Linked DNA regions of Mus musculus: region 1 is linked to region 2. The links are chromatin contacts, called in public promoter capture Hi-C maps. All regions are on one chromosome and are shown on one strand. The core of a region is the stretch at or near the end of the contact, and the rest is flanking DNA. Distances in the headings are between cores, read along the strand shown. Region 1 overlaps Astn2 (astrotactin 2). Region 2 holds the start of Akna (AT-hook transcription factor).

Evidence for each region. Promoter capture Hi-C pulls out the DNA fragments that hold promoters and counts their contacts.
Region 1: a promoter capture Hi-C map of second pharyngeal arch cranial neural crest shows a contact between it and region 2, with 9 times the contacts expected there. The contact joins the enhancer-like site here to the promoter of Akna in region 2. A contact is called at or near these places in 6 of 39 promoter capture datasets (the 3T3-L1 cell line, cranial neural crest, embryonic stem cells and 3 more), 1 of 15 datasets of contacts at CTCF or cohesin (the NIH/3T3 cell line), 9 of 484 Hi-C or Micro-C datasets (the HL-1 cell line, cerebellum, cerebral cortex and 5 more) and 4 of 115 datasets of contacts at active chromatin or transcription factors (astrocytes, forebrain, large pre-B cells and 1 more).

The regions. Positions count from the first base shown.
Region 1 is chr4:65,588,092-65,595,832 of GRCm38.p6, reverse strand. All of the region lies in intron 16 of Astn2 (astrotactin 2), which reads left to right. Among named protein-coding and RNA genes, the nearest start is that of Trim32, 13 kb to the left of the region's middle. Within about 2 kb of position 5,857, at least 7 of the 459 cell types and tissues checked have an H3K27ac peak or open chromatin away from gene starts, as enhancers often do. A contact at or near this core is called in second pharyngeal arch cranial neural crest, where this site is marked.
Region 2 is chr4:63,399,127-63,406,957 of GRCm38.p6, reverse strand. It overlaps Akna (AT-hook transcription factor), which reads left to right and starts at 3,513. Exons shown (of 22, transcript NM_001045514.3): 1 at 3,513-3,739. Gm52742 (a long non-coding RNA gene) reads right to left here. Exons shown (of 3, transcript XR_003955424.1): 3 at 4,832-5,787.

The sequences.
Region 1 (7,741 bases), core at 4,608-7,107, 2.2 Mb before region 2:
AGACTAACTGTAGAATTTGTATTGTGGCCAGACCATGTTGCAGTAAGAAATGAGGTGGCAAGGCTTAACGGCATCACTAAGTCCAAGGTGGGTCAAGTCTTGAGCAGAGTTGAGGGGTTAGGTTTTGAGTGAGAAGAGCCAGTGGTCAGAGTCAGAGAGACAGAACAAAGGGAATTCACACTTCCGTAGTTCCCTCCCAAAGGAGGAGTACAGGCAAAGGGAGTAGAGAAGGCCCCCTGCAGTGACAAGACTCTCAGTCTACCACATCCTCAAAGGACCAAGACACTTGTGAAAGGAAAACAACATTCCAAATCACAGAAAAAAGAAGTACTTTTGTCCTTGTGATTAGAATTTAGTGGAGGTATGGTATGGTTTTTGTAGTAACAGTCCACAAAGCAAGGAGCTCAGGGATGATGCTAACCCAGTAGAGGAAGAGAGACAAGCGATTAGAACAAGAAGAGGAAGAGCTGGCAAGGTGGACTGGGAGAGGCTTTTGGGGAAAGGGGCTGGGGTTCCAATAGAGGAAAGGTAAGTGTCTAGTATGAGAGATGAGACAGGTGTGGTAGGCTCCAAGAGCCAGAGAAACACTTAGTGAATCCTCAGGAGAGTCAGATTGTGACAGCAGGTATGGGGGAGAGCAGCTGAAGAGTTACCCTCTAGAATTTGGAGCCAACATGTAGTGGGTGGCAAAAGCCAGCACAGGCAAGCAATCCACACTGAGGAGCGCAAAATTAGCAGTTTGGTACAATTAGGAGATGCTAAGCTCCTTAGAGGGAGGCTCATTTATACCTTACCTGGGTTTTCCAGGTTAAAGAAAAAAAAAAAGACAGAAGTGAAAAAGAAAGGGACATAACTGCCCTTAAGTATGGTGAAAGAGAAAATTTGTTGTAGATAAAAAGGAGAGCATAGCCGGAGGCAGTGACATTGGGAAGAGTCCAGACTGAACATGATGAGACTGAGCTGAACCATGCGAGATGGGAGAGGGGGTAGGAGAGGAACTGCTGAGCAACAGGGACAGCCTGGGCCAAGGCTAAGTGACTGACCTTGAGGTTTAAACGTCAGACTGAAAGGTCAGCATGGGTTAGATAGGCAAGGGCAGCTGGAGGAAGAGCAGCCCAGGCCGGGGCTGGAGAAGTTTAGGGTAGAGAGTGGGGTATGCCAGGTATATGCTGTAAAATGTAGGGACTGAGGAATGTTAGGAGAACCTGGCAACCAGCTTCTGCTTTGTTATTTTAAAAAGGCACCTCAGCCACTTGTCCTAGGATATCATGAACAGAAAGAAAAGAAAAATAAAAATAGAACTTGCATTCTGCAGTTTATAGCTATCCACACTGGAACCTTTAGCACCCCTAGAGTGAAAGGTAGCTTAGCACAGTGGGAAAAAGTGCTTAGAAATAAGAGAAGAAAGCAATGATCTGGATGTTCTTGGACCCAGTTATATTTTTTACATCAACCGGACGCAAACCTGGACGTCCCTAGGAAGAGGGAATCTCACTTGATGAATTGCTTACATCAGACTGGCCTGTGGGCTTGTCAGGGGGACATTTTCTAGCATGCTGGTTGGGCAGGTCAGCCTACACTGCACAAGGAAAGTAGGTACTTGAGCAAGCCACAGAAAACAATCCAGTAGGCAGTGTTCCTCCATATTTTCTGCTTCAGTTCGGACCTTCAGGTTTCTGATCGGATTTTCTAACTTCCATATGCACTATGGCCTGTTAGACAAACACTTTCTTCCCCAGGATTGATTCAGTCAGTTTTGTCACAGCAGCAGCAGCAACAGCAACAGCAACAACAAAATAAAACAGACTCTGACTTTACACCTGTCATCTGCCGTTTCCTCAAGTTTAAATATTGATATTGAAACCTGCCTCTCATTGCTGTCAGGACTCAGAGAGACCAGATGTGATCCTGTATGCAAAATAAGTACATAAATTATGGCATGGTATGAGTATCTGTACAATTGAAGTGGATTCTATTCATTTTACTCATTGTCTCAACTTTGAGAAAGGGAATTCATAATGGATTGTGACCCTTTGCTCTAATCTTATTTAATACTGGGTGATCTGGCTAGTCATCTGATCCCAAATGATATGCAGTTATAAGGAGGATGACAAGAGACTAGAGGAACTAGTGCACTCTGGAAAACTTTATAAAAATCTTCATCATTGGGCTGGAGAGGTGGCTCAGCGGTTAAGAGCATTGACTGCTCTTCCAGAGGTCCTGAGTTCAATTCCCAGCAACCACATGGTGGCTCACAACCATCTGCAATGGTATCCGATGCCCTCTTCTGGTATATGTCTGAAGACAGCTGCAGTGTACTCATATAAATAAAAATAAATAAATCTAAAATCCTCACAAGTATGTCTAAATATGACCTTGTAACATAGGTAGAGTTAATATTTTGAAGAGCAGAAAATTGTGAAAGGCTATGGTTCTACTCTAAAAGTGGCAAAGGAGTGGCAGTTGTTTCCCATTGTTCCTCTAACCCAAGCATTCCTCTGACTCCAGCAAAGGGGATGGTGGTGTTTGACCCCAGCTTCCTCTTCTTGGGTTGAGGGTAGCTGGTGTGCCTGGTGACATGCTTTCCACCTCCAAGCCTTGTTACAGCAGAATGGTATATCCAATCCAGGAAGCTAGCATCCCCAAGATCTGTTTACCCTTGACACTAAGACATCCCTCTGGTCTGCCAACCCTCTGAGTTACTGGAAGGAAAGAGAGGGTACTGGGGAATGACTAGTCTTTGAGTCCTGAGGATTGTGTTTTGAGGGCAGTGTAGGAGACTCCAGAGAGAAGGTGTGGTGCACATGCATACATACACTCAGGCTCTCTCTCTCTCTCTCTCTCTCTCTCTCTCTCTCTCTCTCTCTCTCTCTCTCTCTCTCACACACACACACACACACACACATACACACACACACAAACACACATGCACACACACACACCCTAAGAACTGATTTATCTTGAATGAACAGCAAGCACTTTGTGTGGAAATTCAATATATTAGATTTTAACAATTGTATTTTCGTTCACCTTACACTTACTTTATGCATAAAAACACATACATTTCTATTGGTTTGCCTTCTTCATGGTCACATAGAGGCCTGTAACTAGCCTATAAGTCACTTTTTTTAATGGTTTTTTTTCAAGACAGGGTTTCTCTGTATAGCCCTGGCTGTCCTGGAACTCACTTTGTAGACCAGACTGGCCTCGAACTCAGAAATCCGCCTGCCTCTGCCTCCCAAGTGCTGGGATTAAAGATGTGCGCCACCACGCCTGGCTTGTAAGTCACCTTTAATAAACTTTTTATTGATTCTTTGTGAGTTTTCCATCATGCACCCTAGTCACACTCATCTCCCTGTCCCCTCATATCTACCCTCCACCCTCGAAACCTCTTCCCTACCAAAACAAAAACAAACAAAATCAAACAAACCATAGAAAACATCTCTTCATGTAAGCTGCAGTGTGTTACACTGTATACCACAATATATCCCTCTATCCACACATCTTCACTCATTGCAACGAGTCATTGGTCTGGTTCAAGATCTTTGGCTTCTGTGACATCAATGTTGGATCATCACTGGACCTCTTCCTGGTTATCCTATTGTTGCCCCGTGTCATGGAGGTCTTGCATCTTTAGATCAGCAGGGCCAGCCCGTTCTCATGTTCTCATACCTCCACAGTTCACAGATGATGTAGATTTTGGGATGTGCAAACCCAAAGCCCTGAATCTGAGCCTGGGTAGTAGCTGAGCTGATCACCTCTGCAGCTCCCCCTTATGTGCATACCAGGATGTGCTCTCCAGCACTGCTTCTGCTAAGGTCACCCAGTGCTGCCATTGGCAGGAGGCAGGGTCAGCCCTCCTGCTCTCATGCCCTCTGGGCTGGCTTACTCACAAGCTCACCTCCACAGCCAGCTCCAATGTGTGCATAGGCAAGGTGAAGGGCCTACTCTCCTAAGTGCTGCAGCTGCGAGATGAGGGACAGGGCCAGCTCTACTGCTCTCCTGGATTTGGGGCCCGTTCTCCCACTATCACAGGTGGAGTGGGAAGAAGGGACATCACCCCCATACTACCCACTTCACCTCATGGCAGACAAGTGATGAGGCCGGCCCTTCTGTGCTCATGTCCACAGAGCTATGTCACCAGGACCATTTCTCCTGTGCTCCTCACGGGAGGTGCAGGGCCCGCTATCCTGAGTGCTTCTACTGCAAGGAGTAGCGCCAGCTCACCCACTCTTAGGACCCTGGGCTCAACTCTCCTGACTGCCTTAGGTGTAGGCGGTGAGAGGCAAGGGGGTGGAGAGCATCCCCCTGCACCCACATCAGGGCATATGTGTGTGTGTGTGTGTGTGTGTGTGTGTGTGTGTGTGTAGGGTCATCTCTCCAATACCTATGCCTTTGGGGCTGGCTCACCCTTGTCTTTGCCACTAGAGAAAGCTCCATTGTACTGCCCAGGCAAGGCACAGGTCTATTCTCTCAAGTGCTGCCTCCTGTGAGAAGTGGGGCCAGCTCTCCAGAGTGCCACAACCAGTGAGTGGCAGGCTCAGTTCTGCATAGCCTCTGGATAGCCACATGATCCCAGACCAGGGTTATTCCCAACCAAGTTTCTAGTGGTAACATGAACCACTGACAGCAACAACATCCCCTGCTGCTGTATAATTATGAATCTCAGTGGCAACAGCATCCAGTGGTGAGACTTCATCGTGGCCCCAGGCAGCAGGGCTGGCTACTCACAACCAGCTATTCCTCCTCTCTGTCACCTCTCCAGTCCCATCTCTCTTCATAATGCTTATACTGTCCTGCTTCTCTTTCTCTCCCATCTGTCAATCTTGCACATTGCAGGTGGCTCCAGCTGCAGGCAGCCACATGGCTAGTAGACCTCTGGATTAACCCCTCTGTTTATGCCAATTGGTGTGTTGGCAAGCAGGCCTCTAGTTATCTATAGCCCACCCATGTGGCATGGTAGCAGGAAGGTCTATTGATGCCTTTCCTCTCCCACACCATATGCCATGGTGATAGGTAAGCCTCTTTGTGTCTATGGCCTACTCGTGCTATGTGGGGGAGGGCAGGTCTCCGGGAGTCTTTCCTCATCATCACTGTGTTATAGCAGCTGGAAGGTCTGTGGATGTCTCCTAAGTTTACTTTTAACCCCCACTGGCATCAGCACTGTCCTGGGATACTGTGTAGTTTTCCTTGTCACTGATGTAAGCCACCTTTTATACTGAGTAGACAAAGGTGCTCTTCTACTTGAATTCAATTTCATGGATAGTAGTCTGGCAGTAGAGAATGAAAGCCCTGATCAACTGCCTTAGCTCTGAGTAATCTGAAAACAGCTTTTTAGCACATCGTCTGCCCTGCTATCTGAGAGTTTCTTTCCTTCTTATATTTAATCCATTCGGAATCCCTAATCTAGTCTTATCCCCTGTGTTTTCCTTCTCAGCATATATTCACAGATGCCTAGCTTGAAAACTATAAGTGATGGAGCAGACTGTTACTTTTTTCTTACCCTATGGTTGTATATCTCCAAATGTGGTACTGTATGGGTCTCTAAGGAAATGCTATTTTGAACTGTTATTGTTGCAGTAATTTTTACTCACGCTCCCTTGAGCCAAAGATCTCTCTCTCTCTCTCTCTCTCTCTCTCTCTCTCTCTCTCTCTCTCTCTCTCTCTCTCTCTCTCTCTCTCTCTCTCTCTCTCTTTTTCTCTGCTCCTCTTTAGTGCCCAGCAAGCTGCACTCTGTAACCACAGTTTTTTTCTGGGAAAAAGCATCCTGGGAGCAAACATCTTAAGTAGACACTAGAGGGCAGCAGGAGCTCACACATGATGTAGCTCTCAGCCTTTGACTAGTTGCACCCTTACCTTGTCTCAAGTGGCAGAAATGAATATTAGGAGCAGATGTTGACTGGTTCCTGCCTCTGGCCAAAACATTAGCCAGCAGTTAGCTGCTGGGCAGTGCCCACAGAGAGTTTGACCTTCCTCAGAAGAAAACTTCTTTCTCTGGAAGACAGGTGCCTTCTTCTAGGTTATGCTTGATTACTCTAAGCCTATAAAAGACAGCAACAAGTGCTGTTTTTGCATGATGGGATCATAGGCAGTCATAGGTATGAGCGTCTCTCATTTGATTTTCAGAACACTTGGATGAGAAATTAGAGTCTGCGTTTTACTAACATTGGGGAAGTGAAATGACTTGCCAGTAATTTTATTTGAAGTAGTTGGATTCAGTAGGTGTAGAATTGTGCTCAGTCCATGCCTGATCTCCTCAATGGGCAGAAAGAAAGCAGTTTCAGAGAAGTTCCTTATTGTTATAGCACCAAGCAGGTGTCAAGAAGAGACTTAGTGATTCATATTTGCTTCAGAAATGAGAAATGCTGGATGGAAGCCAAGAAGAGTCAAAGGGAATGGATTTGATGACACCTTTGACACACTTGTCATGGATACTCTTCTGTGAACCCTCTAGATAATAATAATAAAGCATAAGAACTATTATTATTAACATTTCAAAGCTGAGAAAATAGCATATTAGAGAGGTAAATAACTGATCAAAGTTTCCAAACTAGAAAACGGGAGCTGAATTCAAATTCAGAAAAGCCATTCTGTTGTAGCTGCCCTACTGCCTGTGCCTACACTGAGACGCTGCCAAGATGGCTTCGAGGAGAGGATCATTTGTGTGTCTACCTTGTAAACCTACAAAGTAGGTCTTCTTTTTCAGGGGCTCTACCATGCTGTTTCTATTTCTGTTTCCCAATTGTGCATACACATGGCACAAAGCACAGATACACATTTTATGAAAACCCACTCCATAATGCCCTACAGTCTCCGGGATGGAGTTTTACCTAGCTAGTTCGATAGCTTTAGCATATTAAGCAGGGGGCAGGCTTGGATATTGCTAGGCATTCAAATAGCATATCCTCTTAGTTTAAGTCTGACGCTTAGGTTGAGAATTGCCACAGTTTGGATGGCTGTCCATGTTGGCATGGCAGATAAGTTACAAATGTGGCAAGTACTGTCACAATTAGGATTTCCATTGACAGTAGAAACTGAAAGAAGTCGGTAAATGTGAGTGTGTGCGCGTGCATGCGTGCGTGCATGTGTGTGTGTGTGTGTGTGTGTGTGTGTGTGTGTGTGTGAGTGTGTGTGTGTGTGTACTGGTTTCCATACTTCTTTTAAAGTATTTAATGTGGTCAGTCACAAATCACTTAAGATCACATCTACTTGGCTATCATTTTGCACTGCTAACATGCTTTCAAGTACAGCTATACAGTCTATCTGCTATATATAACCTGACAAGTCAAATGCCCTTGCCCCTCTCAGTGGTGGCCTTGAGAGTGGGCACCGCTGACCTTCACTGGAATTCTAACCTCTTACTCTTCTACCTCCATGATCAAAACAGAAGAGAAAACTAAGGACGGCGATGGTCAGACTTTGTTTGACTCTGCCCTTTCCAGTTCCAACAGTTTTTTTTTTTTTTTTTTTAAGGAGCCCCTTTGTCATGGGTAAGTGTCTCTGCTGTGATGCCCAGTGTTAAAGATTTCTCTTCAGACTAGGGACATTGTGATTTCTCTTTGGCTGGTTGATGCAGATCCACCTTTGTTACTGGTTTTCTGGTTGGTTGTTTCATTTTAGAGGCTCTTAGGGAAGATTCAAAAAGCTTGGATGCTGTCCTTTCCTTTTGTCCATGGAAAACACAAGCAGTGTTTCAGGATCCCTGAATCCTCTGGGTGTCTCTGCCAATCCCTTTCTGCTC
Region 2 (7,831 bases), core at 2,264-4,763:
TGAACACACCCTCCTTATAACCCATATCTTTATTAGCTAAGGATGGCCTATTCCCTCCCCCCCCCCCCGCCCCAATAGCTAAGGATGAACACATGTTTCTTAGCTGGGTCTCCTGTCCCAGAACTGATCTGGGAGCCACCTGGCAATAGTACCCTTCACACTTGGGAGCGCTTGCTCCCCTTTGTGTGGGGGATCTGAAATTAGAGCTTTGGCTGATGTTGGATGTTAGGGAAGTTACTGAGTCCTGCAGGCAGCACACTCTCTGGCCACATCACTGAGGTGAAAGTCATCGCTCCCAGGCAGGTGCTCTGTGCCAGCTAAGGCACTGGGCCAACACCTGAGGATGCCACCGTCCCTCTTAACTCATCCTATGAGTCTTGTAAAGTCAACATTGCCCCATCTTACACATGAGTAACCGAGACCAGGAGAGTCTTTATCAGCAAGGATCTTGCCAAGGTCACTCAGCATCCAAGGGCCCTGGAGATCTCTGGCCACCCCCATCAGTACAGTGAGGCTTCCTGGGTGGGCAAGTGGAATGGAATCTGGGAGGCTCAGTGGACCTCTGGTTCCAGGTGACCTGGGAGTCAGACCAACCAGGCTTCCATCACTCACTCTTCTTGGTTCTCTGTGACACCTGCCGCTGCCCAGATGCACTATGAACTTTGACCTGGAAGGTTAGCCTCCTGGGCAGGAAAGGAGAGCCAGGACTCAGGAGGGTCATGATGAAACGACAGCCCCACTCCTATGGTGTCTCACTCTGGTCTCCCAAGATGGCTGGGCTGCTCATGGCTCTCTGCTGTACCTCTGGCCTCCAGAAGAACCAAGGGAGGGCAGGTCTAGCAGTGTTTCTGGACCCAAGATTGGGGCAATCAGCAGACGACTTTCTGCACTCCAGATCCCTTCTGGTGGTCAGGGTACAGGGCCTTCCTTTTGTTTTCTTGTCTGGGTGGTTGAGAACTACCATCTCCCTTCTGTGCCTCAGTTTCCTCTTCTGAGCCGTGGGAAAACACTGTATCTGAGGCAAAGGATGAGGAAGCAATGGGAGAAGTGAGGGAGGGTGGAGCAGGGCCAGGCTGCAGCCTCTGTTTGTCCTAGTGCTGGGTCCAGAGCACCCCAAGTGGCAAACCTGTGTCCGGCTGGGTTTGAAAGCTGTTTGAGAAAATCCCATGAGGCTGTTGTGGGCTGGGGTGTTTTCTCCAGAGCAGAAAGATTATGAAAGATATGTGAGGACAGACAGGGCTAGAGTTTGGTGAGGTTTAGGAAATTCAGCAAACGGGACTCAATGGTAGAGGAATTAAATGATGAAGGGAGTGGCCAGGTGGACCACCCAGTTTGGCTTGAGACCCCAAATAAAGGATGGGCCCGGCTGGGGACAGGAGCTGGGAGAAAGCTACTGTGCCCAGGCTCAGTTTGTCTGTAGCTTTGGATGGGTAAACTTGAGGGATAGTATTCCAGAAAGGAATACCATGTGGGCAAGGGGAAGGATAAGGGGGCTGGGGGAGGAAAAGGCCCAGTGTCGGGGTGAAGGACAGTAAATACTGGCTGCTGTCTTTCAACAAGGCTGAGGGTGTGCCAGCTGCGGCAGCCACCTGGTGTTGATGGGTTAATGATCAGGGAGGGTGAGCGGGTGAGTGACAGGATGTCAGGGGAGCCTGCCACCCACACAATGGGCCACATGGTCGCCAGAGCAGTAGACAGGGTCTTGATAAGATTTGGCTCTGTTCCATAGTCGCCGGGGGACTGCAAAGGGAGCCCCAGCCCCCAGATGTGTGTACAAGGCAGGGCCTGGGAGATAGGAGTTGAGAGGTTACTCGGTTGAAAGTGCTTGGTGCTAGCTCAGACTTAGCCAGATCCTGGCAGCTGGCCCTCAAGAGCATTCATTCATTCCATTCACCCATCAGTCACAAGCCCTTGGAGGAGACCAGACTCTCCCACCTAAGGAGACCCGGGGGCAGAAACTATGGTGATGACATAGGTCCTAAGGTCCCTTACTGCACACTGGGCAGGCCGTCTGTCATGGAATTGACAGCAGCCTCTCCAGGGCAGTGGCCACTCTGGTTAGCCCTGTTCCACAGAAAGGAAAACCATGGCTCTAGCCACTGAGGTCACAGTGCCAGCAGGAGGTGAGGCTGGCATGCTGGCATTGAACTCCCTGGCCTATGGACTCTAAGATTCTCTCCATCACTCTTGGGTGGTCCCCAGCCTGGCTGCTCCCTTGAGGTCCCCCCTCCCCCCCCAGGGCTTTCTGGATGGCAGAGGGTTGACCTCATGTCTCTTCTGTTTCCTGACTCTCTGGGTCAGCAGGGGCAGAGTAGAGAGCCAGGAGCGGACTTAGGGCTCCTGCAGCATCTTCCTTCTACCTGGCTCCTGCCTCCTCCTGCCTGCCCCGTCAGCCTGGATCCTGAAGGTCAGATTCTGTACCTCCTGCCCCGGCCCCTGAGTCCTCTCACATCATATCCTGTTGTCTTCAAGGGCCTCCTGCTTCTCTCAGGTCTCTGCAGCTGCCTTTCTAGAACATTCTCATCAGTCATGCTTGCGGCTTGCTTCTGCCTCTCTGTCCTTCCGGCCGCTTGTGTGACTGTGGCCTCCCCACCCAGACCTTCCTGATAGTCCTGCCTCACCCCCACTCAGCTTGTTACTCTCAGGCCCCTGTCTTCAGCCAGGGCAGGTCCAGCATCTGAGACCTGAAACCTCGGGTGTTTCCCTAGGATCTGCGAGTCCTCAGCCTCAGAGATACCAAAGCAGCAGGAGACGTTGGTCACCAGCCTGTCTCATACTCTGCCTCAGGCACACCTGACATCTTACACACTTCACTATAGAGTGAAGGGCCAGGTGTGATGTGTCTGTGTCCCACCCTGCTTCTTCAGATGGCTACACCTCTCACAGAGGTGAAGGGACCTGAGGAGCCACAGGTTGGCCATGAAGATAATTCTGTTCCTTCATCTCTGGGGCCTCTGAGGGAGAAGCTACAAGAGGAGATGTTCACCTGATCCTCTAGTTCTTCCTTCTTACCTAGACAATTCCAGTGCAGGCTCATCTTATCTCTAGGCATGGACAGTAAGTGGAAGGGCAGAAATCCCTAAGTCTGCCCTGAGATGATGAGACTTGTGTTAGTAGACGAAGTTAAAGCTGGACAGACAGGAGCAAGCGCCAAGGCTGAGGTTCCCCTTTCCCTCCTGTGAGGATGGGCAATGAGACCTACACAGTGGGAGAGGCTTTGATAAAGTCTTCGGTGATGGAAGAGACCAATTTTGGGGTGGGAGTGGAGGAACTGCAGGCTCCTCTTCCTGGGACCGGCATGCAATGTGACTTTAGCCAAGCCTTCTCTGGACTTCCTGCTCGTACAAGCACGGTTGTGGTTGCAACTGAGGTGGTCTCAAACTCAAGGCCTCAGAAGTTCTCTTCCCATCAATGCAGCCCCACACTTGCCCAGCAAAGGGTTAAGCTCTTGGCGCCAGCTCCGCAGAGTAACCCCCCCTCCTTTTCACAAACACTTGTAGGAAATCAGGCTGGGCGCTTCCTGCAAGGAGGAGGAGGCAAGGCAAGGCCTCAGCTGCAGGGGCGGGGAGAAGTGGGGAGGGATGCTTGTCTGTGAGCTGAGGCCGTTCTGGCTGGCAGAGCAGTCTGGAGGCGTTCCAGGCTGCTGTGGAGGCAGGGGGCTCCCCAGGTTTGAAACAAAGACCTTGTGGGCAGCTCCCCTGAGCCCAGGCCGGCAGGATGGTGGTGTAGTACTAGTGAGGTAAGGAGCTGAGCCAGGAGGAGGGCCAGAGGGAAGGCCGCCTTCCCTCTGGATGGGCCAGTCATAGACTCTGGACAACCCTGGCAGGCAGCCCAGCCCAGCCAGGAAATCACAGCTACGCAGCTGCTGCCACTCCTGTCCAGTTCTGGGAGTCCGGCCCCCACGAAAGAGTGGACCCCAAGATGCTAGTTTCCAGTTCCAGATCCAATTTGGTTCCCTTGGTGAACTTGGACCCGTGTTGGTCCCTCTCTGTCCCCCGGGGTGGGCTCATCTCAAGGCCAGTTAGTGCTTGGGTTACTGAGGGTCTCGAGATGTTCGGAAGTGAGGAACAGGCCAGGAGATGACACCCTCCTACCCAAATAAGGGCAGGGACAAAGTGGGGGCCAGGAAGCCAGCTTAGAGCTACAGTAGGACAAGATGAGAGTCAGTAATAGCCTGGCCCCTTGTTAGTTCCTCCCAGGCTCTTTGGGTGAGCCAAGGGACAGTCCGGGGACATCCGTCATGGGTATCTCCACTTGCCGCAGGCCAAAGGCCACTCCTGTGAACAGGTCTATGCCCTGCCACGGATCCAAACTTGCTTTGGAGCCCCACAGCCCAGCCCTTCAAAAGGGTCCAGCAGCTTGGTAAGGAGGTCTTTCCCCTGCCATCCTCCTGCCTCCTATACATCTCCTGGCCTTGGTTTAATAGTCACAGTGTTCTAAACTTCCTGGTTGTTCTCATTAGGTGGGTGCCTCTGTTTCCTCATCGGGATGAGGTTAAGGTGGGGATGTCCTGGCTCTCTCTAGCTGGGTAGCATGGAGATTCTGAATGCCAGGGCTGCTGAAGGTTGAAGCTTCAGTGGGGGAGGATCATCCTGGACACACACGCACACGCACGCACACACACACACACACACACACACACACACACACACACACACACACATGCACGCACGCACGCGCGCGCTCGAGAGAGAGAGAGCTGTATGAAGCAGTGTGTGGGGAACAGGGCATTGCCTAGCTAGTTGCTAAATAGAATCCCTGGAGGGTGTGACAACATGGAGATCAGTTCTGTACAGGTGTTAGGTGATAAGAAGCAAGGACATAGAGAAAGCAGTGTTTGGTGTTTTTTTGGGGAGGGTGGGGTGCAGTTTCTCTGGGGGCAGGTGGGGACCTTTAGCTCAATGGCCCAACCATTAGCAGGACCTAGTTATAGAGGGGCTGGCCCTCCTGGGTCAGGACATCATAATTCGAATCCCCAGCTTCCACTGCTACCCTGACGGCTGTCCAGACTTCCCTGCCTGCCTGTGGCACTCAGGGGCCAGGCCCTGAGCCATCCTTGAAGTTCAGCTTGTATTTTCAGACCTCTGTGTTTTTGTCTGTGCTGTTCCTCTGTCCCGATTCCCCTTCCTCTTTCTCCCCTAGATGTGCTTGGTCTGTTAAAGCTGTCACCAAACTTCCTTCTTCAGTGGTTTTTCTGGATTGCGTCCTCCACGGAGGGTGGGATCTTGGCAAGCATGTGTGTTTCTGTATCCTAGGGGCTGAGAACCTCCAAGTTCATTTGGTGCGTCTCTGAGGGTCAGGGTGCTCACCAGACAGAGGGATGGGTGCAGCAGGAACAGGCCTAGGTGACCACCATTCCCCTTTACAGAGAGGAGCAGTCAGCCAGCCACATGCCTCGAGTGGCTGGAACATACAGGGCTGGCTGGGATCTGCTTGCCTGGTGCTCAGCCTGCTGCTCTATTGCAACTTCATCTCTGCCTGAGGTTGGTACCTATTTGACACTGATGTGTGTTTGTTGATTGACTACCTGACTTGGCCAGTTCCAGGCTCCATGACACTGAGGGCTGTGACTTGCACAGAAGAGTAAGGTCTTTCTCAGGTAAAGCTCACAAGTCGAGGCACTTGAGAAATGGGTGCAAAACTGTAACCACTGACTGTTGCTGCCAGGGATGTGTGGGCTCTCCGGAGAACGGTGAGATTTTTGTGGCTGAGTCATTGCAGCAAACTGGCCGTTCCTCTTTCTGCACGTAGGGGCCTCTGCGATGGTGCAGGCTGCTCTGCGGTGGGCTAGGGGAAAGAAAAAAATGACATTTCAAAAGTCAGAAAACCACATGCTGCAGCCCTGCCTCAGCAGAGATGTCAGGAGGTGTGGTTGCACCCCCCTCTACCTGCCCTCGCCTCCGCACTGGGCTGAAGCTGGAGAGGCTCTGTTGAGGTCCTTGCTTAAAGGAAGAGTCTGAAGACTTGACCTGGGGCCTCTGAGCCAGGATCCCACAGACATCAACCGAGTGCACACAAGGTCGGGATCCCCCATCACCATGGATTTGAAGTAGGGGTGCAGGTCCTGTACGGGAACGAGGGGCCTTGAACTTAGATTTACAGTATTTTGTGGGGATCGGGGCAGTACATGGGTGCCACTGCACACACCAGAGGCCAGAAGACAACCTGGAGTGTGAGTCTCAGTTGCCAACTTGTTTTAGGCAGCCCCTCCCTCCCTCACGGCTTGTGTATGCTAGGTTGGCTGACAACATCCTGTCTGGTGTCCATCTCCTTGCAGGAGCGTGCTGGAGTTACACATGCTTGCACGCAGCTTTTATGTGAGTTCTGGAGACTCGAACTCAGGTCATTAGGGTTGTGAGGCCAGCATTTTACCTGCCGAGCCATCCCTCCAGACCCAACTTAAGAACTTTTCCATTCATCCTTTAAAAAAAATTACATTTAATCATTGTAGTGTGTTTGTGCATGTGTTACGTATGTACATATGTAGAATGTCGTGGCCCATTTGAGAGTCAGTTCTTTCCTATCATGTGGGGCCCAGGGATCGAACTCAGTTCCTCAGGCTTGGCGGCAAGGGCCTTTAGCTGCTGAACCATCTCACCAGCCCTCTCTTGCTTCATTTTAAAATTCTTTTCCTAATAATGTAGTATTTGGATATGTGGATATGCAGTTAGAAGTATGCAGATTATCACTGTTGGGGATGTGTGGTTACTGACCAAACAAGAGCCCTGGGCCAGGTCATAGTACTTACTGACCAGTGGATCCTGGCCTGGTTAGTCACTGTTATTTCTGAGCTTCGATCTTGCTACTGAGATGGGAAGGCAGCTCTGTTAAGCTCCCTGCTGACCTAGCAGAGCGGGGGCGGGGTGTGTGTGTGTGTGTGTGTGTGTGTGTGTGTAGAGATACGTGGGACATTCAGGAGTTCTACAGGGCCTGGGGCAGAAGGACTAGCTGGGGGGGGGGGGCAGGGAGAGTCACAGCTAAAGGACTTAGCCCATGGCGCTGCCTAGTCTTTGTGCAGCCAGACTTTCCCAAGCAGTCCCTGTCTCTGGGGAACTGAGTCTAGAAATAGCTGCCTGATGACTTTCCCCAACTACATTGTGAGAGCATCGCCCAAGTGCCCCCCAGAGGCTCAAGGAGAACTCCAACTGCTCAACCTCAGAGGATGGGGTCCTATACCATCCTTGACAGACTTGCTCACGCTGGTACCAAGAAGCTGGCTTCTACCCACGTCTGGTCTTCATTCCTGTTCTACTCTGGGAAAGGCCCTTCCCTCTCTGGGCCTACCTTTATAGACACTAAGTGTGGGCAGTCACAGTTCTTTGATCACCGAGTGGCTGGCAGCCCCTAGGTCCTGTGCCTTGATCCCGAGGCTGGGTTGATTGAGTTTACTGCGGTGATTGACACAGGAAATACCAGCAAAGAGTCAGAAGCAGAGTGTGAAGGGAGAAGAGAGAATGAGGGCAAGAGGAAGTTTGTGGGGCCCCTCCTTGGGCCACCTCCCCTGCTACCAGGGCCCCTCCCACAGTCCCTCTGTGGCCAGGCTCTGTGGTACAGTGTCTGAGCAATATCGAGGGCTGTCTCCAATGGCCCCTTGGCTGGGCTCTCTGCCTGGAGAGTCACAGACAGCTGCTCAGGATGTCATGAGAAGCTTGCAGAGTTTGGCCTCCCCACCCTCCAGCACTCCCTGCTGTCAGTCACCCATCTTCTGTATTCTCAGGACTCCTGGCCTACTGTGTTGTAATATATTTTTTTTTTTTTTGAGGCAAAAATTCATATAACATGCAACTAAGCACTCAGCGGCACTTAGCATAATCACATGGTTACATCATGT